Linked DNA regions of Mus musculus: region 2 is linked to region 1. A link is a contact called in public promoter capture Hi-C data. All regions are on one chromosome and are shown on one strand. The core of a region is the stretch at or near the end of the contact, and the rest is flanking DNA. Distances in the headings are between cores, read along the strand shown. Region 1 holds the start of Usp27x (ubiquitin specific peptidase 27, X chromosome). Region 2 holds the start of Pqbp1 (polyglutamine binding protein 1).

Region 1 (4,109 bases), core at 721-3,220:
GTGCCCAGGTTCCTCTGTGAGCTTCACAGGAAGCTGATGAGTAGTGGGGCAACTGGGTTACATAGCCATTATTCAGCAGCAGGACTCCTAAGCATGGCGATCTTTAGATTTCTTTGTTGGTTGGTAGCCTGTGAGGATAGGATGAACGTTCTCCTTCCTTGCCTTCTTCACTCGTGCTCCATGAGCTCAGTCATTCTTAGCAGCTGCATCATTCCTTTGGTAGCCATACTGGTTGGACTTCCTCTAGTTGCAGGTGACAAAGGGCAGGCATTTGTTGGAAGGACACTTCAAGGAATTGAAAACAGAGCTGACTTAGGGAAGGCAGGCACTAAGGTAGCCTTAGGCTAGCTAGGAACCACACAGCCTCCATAAGGGCTCCAGCTCCCTGACTAATCCCCAAGGAGTATGTCTTTGCTTCCTCTATGAAGCATGACTCAGGTGGAGGCTGATTTCCAATGCTGACCAGGGATGCTTTGTAGACAGCAGAGCCCCCTAGAGTAGGACCATCCATGTGCACCAGGTACAGCCGGCTGTCACACTGAGGCACTGGACTCTTCTTAGCTCACTCTCTCCCCACGTGCTGATCCCTGCCTTTGGCTGCACCCTCCAGAAGCAGCAGTTGCAGCTGCTTCTGACATCCCCACTCTGCCCAAGACCTGAGCTGTTTGTTCTGGACTCATTCTTCCTGGGCTCTATGATGCTGCTTTTCATACAGCAGGCCCCCAGACTCTCTCCTCACTGGCAGCTCCAAAGATACCCGCTTTATTCCTACGTGCTGCCCACCCAAGACTCTGCTAAATCTTATGGGTCTCAGACTTTGTAGTTTGGGTTCCTTGCAGCGTAAGGGAGGTGCAACCTGTAGGAACAGCCTTGCAGTGTCTGGTTTCCCCTGCTGGCCTTGGAGTGACTGTTTCTGCCCACAGGCTGCTCAGTATCTGGAGTGCTGTATCTGGAGGCCAGCTGTCAACCAGTCATCCCACCCAGGGCCTTTGGAGCCTGAGTGGGAGGCAAGGAGCCAGCACAGGATGGGCTGATAAGTTTCTCAAAGAGACATGTCCCTTCAGGTGGAGCGGCCTTGGGAGCACTGTTGTCCCTCTAGATCTGGGGTTCAGGCTGGTCCCCAGTAAAGTTTGAGCTTCATCGTTTCTGGGAGAGCAGGAGTTGGACCTAGAGGGGGAGACTGAGACATGTTGGGGGTACGTTCAGCTGCTGGAGGCAGGTTCAGCCGCTGGAATGATGGATGTCGGAGCTCCCGCCTTTATTCTCAAGTACCAGACTGTGAAGGGATATTTTATGGCCTCAGAAACGTTTCTAGACAAGACAACCCTTCGGGCCCCCCGCCCCACAGGCTAGGGGAAGCTGCACCCTTGAGGGCAGTACTAGAGGGGAGGAGACCGCCTAGGGGGTCAGAGCAGCGATTGGAGCGGAGAGCTGGAAGCGCCTTAAAGAGACTGCGCGGTCCCCGCCCCACTTCCCGCCAGCCTCAATGAATTAGAGCTGTGTTTCCCAAACTTGCCTGATCACTAGCAGTTTCTCCGGCCCTAGTTAGAGATCCAGGTTCCGGAGTACCTCCCTTCAAGAGTCTGATTCAGTAGGCCTGCGGGTGGAGCCGAGGAATCTGTAATTTTAACACGCTCCCCCACGTGATTGTCGTGAACCAGCAAGTTTGGGAAATATTGAATTAAAGGAAACGGGGCCTGGCTGCAGAAGCGGCCTCCGCTAGGGGGCTTCGGCGGGAGCATTCCCGGGGGCGTCGCCTGCTTCCGCTGCCGCCTCCTTCAGTGAAAGTCCCTTTTGGGTCCAGCTGCCACAACCACCGCGCTCCCTCAGTCCGGACGGGGACACCCCAGGTCTGCGTGGCCCCCGCGCCACCACGCCCAGTGGCCGCCCGAGCCCCACGAGCAGGGGGAGGAGTCGCAGCCAGTGGAGGCGGAGGAGGCTGGAGGAGGCGGAGACGGCGGAGACGGGAGAGAAGGCATAGAGGAAGGTGGAGGCGGAGAAGGTGGAGGGGAAGGTGGAGGCGGCCGGGAAGGTGGACGCCACCGGGAAGGTGGAGACAGCAGGGAAGGTGGACGCCACCGGGAAGGTGGAGATCGCGGAGGGTCCGGGCCGCGGGGCTGAGCTCAAGCTGGAGCTGGAGCAGGAGCCCGAGCCGGAGCCCGAGCCGGAGCCCGAGCGGGAGCCCGAGCGGGAGCCCGAGCCGGAGCCGGAGCGGGAGCCCGAGCCGGAGCCCCAGCCAGAGCCCGAGCCGGAGCCCGAGCCCGAGCCCCAGCCGGAGCCGGAACCCGAACAGAAGCCGGAGCCCGAGCCGGAGCCCGAACCCGAGCCCTTACAGGAGCCTGAGCCTGAGCCTGAGCCTGAGCCTGAGCCTGAGCCTGAGAGGCAGCCCGAGAAGGAGCCGAAGGATGAGAACCCAGCGCAGAGCGGTGTTGGCGGCAGCGGCGACGAGGTTCCTCCCCCCACCCTTCCCTCCGACCCTCCGCGGCCCCCTGATCCCTCTCCGCGTCGCAGTCGTGCCCCGCGCCGCCGACCCCGGCCCCGGCCCCAGACTAGGCTTCGTACCCCGCCGCAGCCTAGGCCACGGCCCCCACCCCGGCCCCGGCCCCGGCGTGGTCCTGGGGGCGGATGCCTGGATGTGGATTTTGCTGTGGGGCCACCAGGTTGTTCCCACGTGAACAGCTTTAAGGTGGGAGAGAACTGGAGGCAGGAATTGCGGGTTATCTACCAGTGCTTCGTGTGGTGTGGAACCCCAGAGACCAGGAAAAGCAAGGCAAAGTCGTGCGTCTGCCATGTGTGTGGCACCCATTTAAACAGACTCCACTCTTGCCTTTCCTGCGTCTTCTTTGGCTGCTTCACAGAGAAACACATCCACGAGCACGCTGAGACAAAACAGCACAACTTAGCGGTAGATCTTTATTATGGAGGCATATACTGCTTCATGTGTAAAGACTATGTGTATGACATAGACATTGAGCAAATTGCCAAAGAAGAGCAAGGAGAAGCCTTGAAATTACAAGCGTCCACCTCGACAGAGGTTTCTCAGCAACAGTGTTCAGTGCCGGGACTTGGGGAGAAATATCCCACCTGGGAAACGACCAAACCTGAACTAGAACTTCTGGGGCACAACCCACGGAGAAGAAGGATCGCCTCCAGCTTTACCATCGGCTTACGAGGACTAATTAATCTTGGCAACACGTGTTTTATGAACTGCATTGTCCAGGCCTTGACCCACACTCCAATACTGAGAGATTTCTTTCTCTCTGACAGGCACCGGTGTGAAATGCCCAGCCCTGAGTTGTGTCTGGTCTGTGAGATGTCGTCGCTCTTTCGGGAGCTGTATTCTGGAAACCCATCTCCTCATGTGCCCTATAAGTTACTGCACCTGGTGTGGATACACGCTCGTCATCTAGCAGGGTACAGGCAGCAGGATGCCCACGAGTTCCTCATCGCTGCGCTAGATGTCCTGCATAGGCACTGCAAAGGTGACGATGTTGGCAAGGTGGCCAGCAACCCCAACCACTGTAACTGCATCATAGACCAAATCTTCACAGGTGGCCTGCAGTCCGATGTCACCTGTCAAGCCTGCCATGGTGTCTCCACCACTATAGACCCATGCTGGGACATTAGTCTGGACTTGCCTGGCTCTTGCACATCCTTCTGGCCCATGAGCCCTGGGAGGGAGAGCAGTTTGAATGGCGAAAGCCACATCCCAGGCATCACCACTCTCACGGACTGCTTGCGAAGGTTTACAAGGCCAGAGCACTTAGGAAGTAGTGCCAAAATCAAGTGTGGTAGTTGCCAAAGCTACCAAGAATCTACCAAACAGCTCACTATGAAGAAGTTACCAGTAGTTGCCTGCTTTCATTTCAAACGGTTTGAACACTCAGCGAAACAGAGGCGCAAGATCACTACGTACATTTCCTTTCCTCTGGAGCTGGATATGACACCATTTATGGCGTCAAGTAAAGAGACCCGGGTGAATGGACAGTTGCAGCTCCCAACCAATAGTGCGAACAACGAGAATAAGTATTCCTTGTTTGCTGTGGTTAATCACCAAGGAACCTTGGAGAGTGGCCACTACACCAGCTTCATTCGGCACCACAGGGACC
Region 2 (4,109 bases), core at 1,044-3,543, 520 kb before region 1:
TTCTACCACTGAGCTAAATACTTCTAGCCCCTAAGACTGTTTCTGACAGTACAGTATTTCCAGAGTTCTAGCTGGATAGTTGAAGAACAGAATCCCTCAAACCCTAAATCCAGAAGCCAGGCCCAACACACAGTAGGTGAACAATCAACAGAATGTTCAGTATGCTCAGAGCAGTACTCCTATGTCAGCAAGACCGCAGATTCCCACACCACTGGAGGAAGGCCCAACTCACAACAGGGGCATTGCGGAAGCCCTTGATAGCCTGGAAGACTCCACCACCAATGACACCCATGGTGAAAGCTCCACCGCAATCATCCACAATTCGCCATGGGCTGCAAGCAGGAAGGAAAAGATTGGGTTAATGTGAGACCCTGCCCTGCTTGGAGAACCAAACAGGGAAGCTCAGGACTGATGCAGAACACCTTAGATGACAACAAATTAGTTCTGACACTTTTTATATTCCCCAGAAAGCCAGAAAGGAAAACCAGATGTGTTTCTGCACACCTGTGATCAACACTTGGAAGGCTGAGACAGGAGGATCACAAGTTGGCAGTCCAACTTGGGCTCTAAATGGAGACCCTGTCCCACAAAGAAAGTTTGTGCCTTTTAATACCAGCACTCTGAGGTCAGAGGTCAGCCTAGTCTAGTCAGTTCGAGGCCAGCCAGGGTTCTATAGTGAGATACTGTCTCAAAACAAACAAACCCCAAAAGAAAAGGTTTGTAAATCTATCTGTGGTACAAAAGTGAGAAAACAATTTGGGATGGGGGAGGTGTCTCACCACATAGCCTTGCAACGATGGGTTTACTACTGGCAGAGCAGTGCTCTTGATTACAAGCAAGCGTCAATACAACTGTTTTTGTCATTATCAAAAATCAAATGGCTTTGGAATCTAGGTCCCCTGTCCCCCACAATCTGTCTCTTGCTTAAATCAACTACTCTACCACTGAGCCCCTATGACTGTTTCTGACAATACAGTATTCTCAGAGAGTTCTACGTGAAACTAGATTTGAAGAACAGAGTCCCTCAAATCCTAGAACCAGGAGCCAAAAACAAAATGGTTTTTGTTACTATCAAAAATCAGTAAGAGTTGTCATGTGCCTGGCAGGGGTGGTTCACGCCTTTAATCCCAGAACTTGGGGGGCAGAGGCAGGAGGATTTCTTAGTTCAAGACTACAGAGTGAGTTCCAGGACAGCCAGGGCTACACCACAGAGTAACCGTGTCTGGGAGGGGGGGGGGGGAGTTGTCGTGTCAGGCTTCAATAGTGTTAACTAGCAAACGTTATTTAAGTAAAATATAAACAGGGTGACTGACACTCGGTTCGACACAAAAAGCACGTCCAGAGAAACCCTTGTGTCCTTTTAAAACCTAAATCGGACAAATCAAAAGACCGTGCGGAAAAGCCAGGTGCCATCTGGCTTAGCCCACAGTGAGTTCACACATGCCCTATCCTATGTCAAAAGCCAGCCTGAGAAAAGCGACACGAAGAAACCCTGTGGATATTGGCTCCACGCCTCTCCTCCCTCACCGCCGGAATGGATCTGCCCAGCGTTTCTCTTTTGGCTCACAAAGGGGGTCTAGGAGAAGAGCCAGGGCAACAGTGCGATAGTTTGTCCCACACCGCACATACTGGGACACTCCACGGTGGCGGTTTTTTGACGAAGTCCGAGTGGGAGGGGCCATGCCGGATGCGCAGAGGCAGTGAAGTTTCCGAGCCTCCCGGGTCAGGGACTTGACACTGCAGCCCCTGCCTTCCCCGCCCGCCTCCCGTTGTCCGCCTGAGCGTCGCGCGGACTGTCCCGAAGCCTGTGCCCATCGCCGTACCAAGGTTCGCGAGCGTACTCCTCCATGGCGCCAGAGTCCGGCCTGGCGCAGTCGGTGGCGCGGGCGAGACACTCCCCCCGTCCCCCTCCCGCTCCGAAACGCCCACAAGCTCTGAGGCGCTGTACGTAGACCAAGGGAACAATTGGTTCTTCTCTGCTTACGTAAGGCCAACGGCGCGCTCTTATTGGCTAGCCAGAAGGGCCACATCCGTTCCATGTAAGCGTCGGATGCGACCAGTTAATTGCACCTGGGGAGAGTCGAGGAGCCTGTTGTGCTTTAAACCAAGAGCCCTTCGGTGTTGGTAAGCACTGTGCCAATGAGGGAGAGGAGGGTAAGGAGATAGACTTTGACTAATCGCACAGTTGTACTGGTAAGGCTGGGGTGTAAGCTTTCTTTTAAAGCTGGAGATGGCGTTGGCATTGTATCTCCCCCATCCTAGCGCCTTGGTTCCGCCCACCGTGCGGACTTTGAGGAACGTTGGGTGATCCCATTTCTGGGTTGCGGGTGTGTGGCACTTGGTCCCTTGGGTGATGGGTGGAGCCTTGGTCTAGAGAGGAACTGGGTCTTTGGTCCATCCGGTCTCCAGTGCCTGGGTCCGGAGAGTTCTGCTGATCCTAATTCTGGCCATATTGCTACATATCTCTTTTATCTTTTAGCACGCATTTTTGTTCTCTTCCAGCTACTGTTGCAGTTACGTAGGTGTGTGTGTGTGTGTGTGTGTGTGTGTGTGTGTGTGTGTGTGTGTGTGTGTGTGAACACACGCGTGGTTACTGGCTATCCAGATTGAAATGTTAATCAGATCTGCCCTTCAGTACTGTCTTGTCTGTTTCTAGGTCTGGTCAGCTACCCACTATGCCGCTTCCTGTTGCGCTGCAGACCCGCTTGGCGAAGAGGGGCATCCTCAAACATCTGGAGCCGGGTGAGAAAACTAAAAGCAGATGCATCTATCATGTGCCAGTGTTAATAGACGTTCTGCTGTTTATTCTATTCTTTATTCCCCCTTTTCTCCGCCCCCTCCCGCCCCTGTCGAACCTAGGTGTTTGCTAAGTAAGTGCTCTGCCATCTTCTGCCGTCCTAGTGTGCATCTTCCCCCGCCCCCTTGTACTGCTGGGGTTAGACCAGAGCTCTTGGATGCGCTCTATTGAAGTATATCTCCTTGACTGGCACCTTGGTTTTGATACTTGGTATCTTGCATGGCCTGGCAGGCATCTCGTTGTCAATATAATTTTTTCTGATATTCATTACTTCTTCGTGGTTGGTGGGTGCTGTGTGAAGTGTAAGGCTGGAGGGATAGCTTTAATTTAAGTCATGAATCAAGTGGACACGGTGGCAGGTACAAATATCTCAGGTACTAAGGAGGCTGAGCTACAAACATGGCTTGAGTCCAGGAGGTCAAGGCCAGACATGGCAATTTGGCAAGACCCAGTCTTCAAAAAATAAAAAACAAATAGACATAAGTATGGTGGCATTCATCTGTAGTCCCCAGCATGGCTGGGGCAGGTAAAAGGGATCACAGGAGACAGCCTGGTTTACATACTGAATTCTAGGCCAGATATACATGTGTCTGTGTGTGTATGTACACATGTATATATGTGTATATATATGTGTGTGTATCAGAAAATAAGTAAAATAAACCCATGACTGCATGGTATTTAACTAATTAATGTTTGAGACATGGTCTCATTCTGTACTTCTGGCAGGCCTGGGACCCATTCTGTATATCAGGCTGGCTTTGCATTCATCAAGATCTGCCTGTCTCCGCTTTCCTAATGCTAGGATTAAGGGTCCAAAAAGGCATCTGATCTATCCTGCAGTCTCCTATGTGCCAAATACAGTGACAGGATGCTGATGCTCTATGTTTACCTCAGCAGAGGTACTTGGGTGATGGGCACCATAACCATTAACATTTATTTAAGGCTGCCTAAGTGCCTGGCACGTATGATATGCTAACAGTCAAAAAAGATGATCTGGGGGCTGGAGAGATGGCTCAGCAGTTAAGAGCACTGACTGCTCTTCTGAAGGTCCTGAGTTCAAATCTCAGCAATCACATGGTGGCTCACAACCATCTGTAATGAGATCTGATGTCCTCTTCTGGAGTGTCTGAAGACAGCTACAGTGTACTTACATATAATAAATAAATAAATAAATCTTTAAAAAAAAGATGATCTCTTAATAAGATTTACTGTATTACTAGGTGCTAATTATACATTATTGCCAATAGTAATAAAGTGGGGCATGAGTTTTGACCTATATGGTGTGCTAGGCACTGGAAAAGTACATCATATT

Evidence for each region. Capture Hi-C pulls out chosen DNA fragments and counts their contacts.
Region 2: a promoter capture Hi-C map of adipose tissue shows a contact between it and region 1, with 2.4 times the contacts expected there. The contact joins the promoter of Pqbp1 here to the promoter of Usp27x in region 1. A contact is called at or near these places in 3 of 39 promoter capture datasets (hippocampal neurons, liver and stem cell-derived epiblast-like cells) and 1 of 9 other capture datasets (adipose tissue).

What each region holds. Positions count from the first base shown.
Region 1 is chrX:7,373,691-7,377,799 of GRCm38.p6, reverse strand. It overlaps Usp27x (ubiquitin specific peptidase 27, X chromosome), which reads left to right and starts at 1,970. Exons shown (of 1, transcript NM_019461.4): 1 at 1,970-4,109. The coding sequence starts at 2,939. Gm14379 (predicted gene 14379) reads right to left here and starts at 1,875. Exons shown (of 2, transcript NR_026741.1): 1 at 1,517-1,875; 2 at 1-1,276.
Region 2 is chrX:7,897,184-7,901,292 of GRCm38.p6, reverse strand. Pqbp1 (polyglutamine binding protein 1) reads left to right here and starts at 2,293. Exons shown (of 7, transcript NM_019478.4): 1 at 2,293-2,522; 2 at 2,657-2,742. The coding sequence starts at 2,676. It overlaps Timm17b (translocase of inner mitochondrial membrane 17b), which reads right to left and starts at 1,957. Exons shown (of 6, transcript NM_011591.5): 1 at 1,824-1,957; 2 at 233-332. The coding sequence starts at 1,849.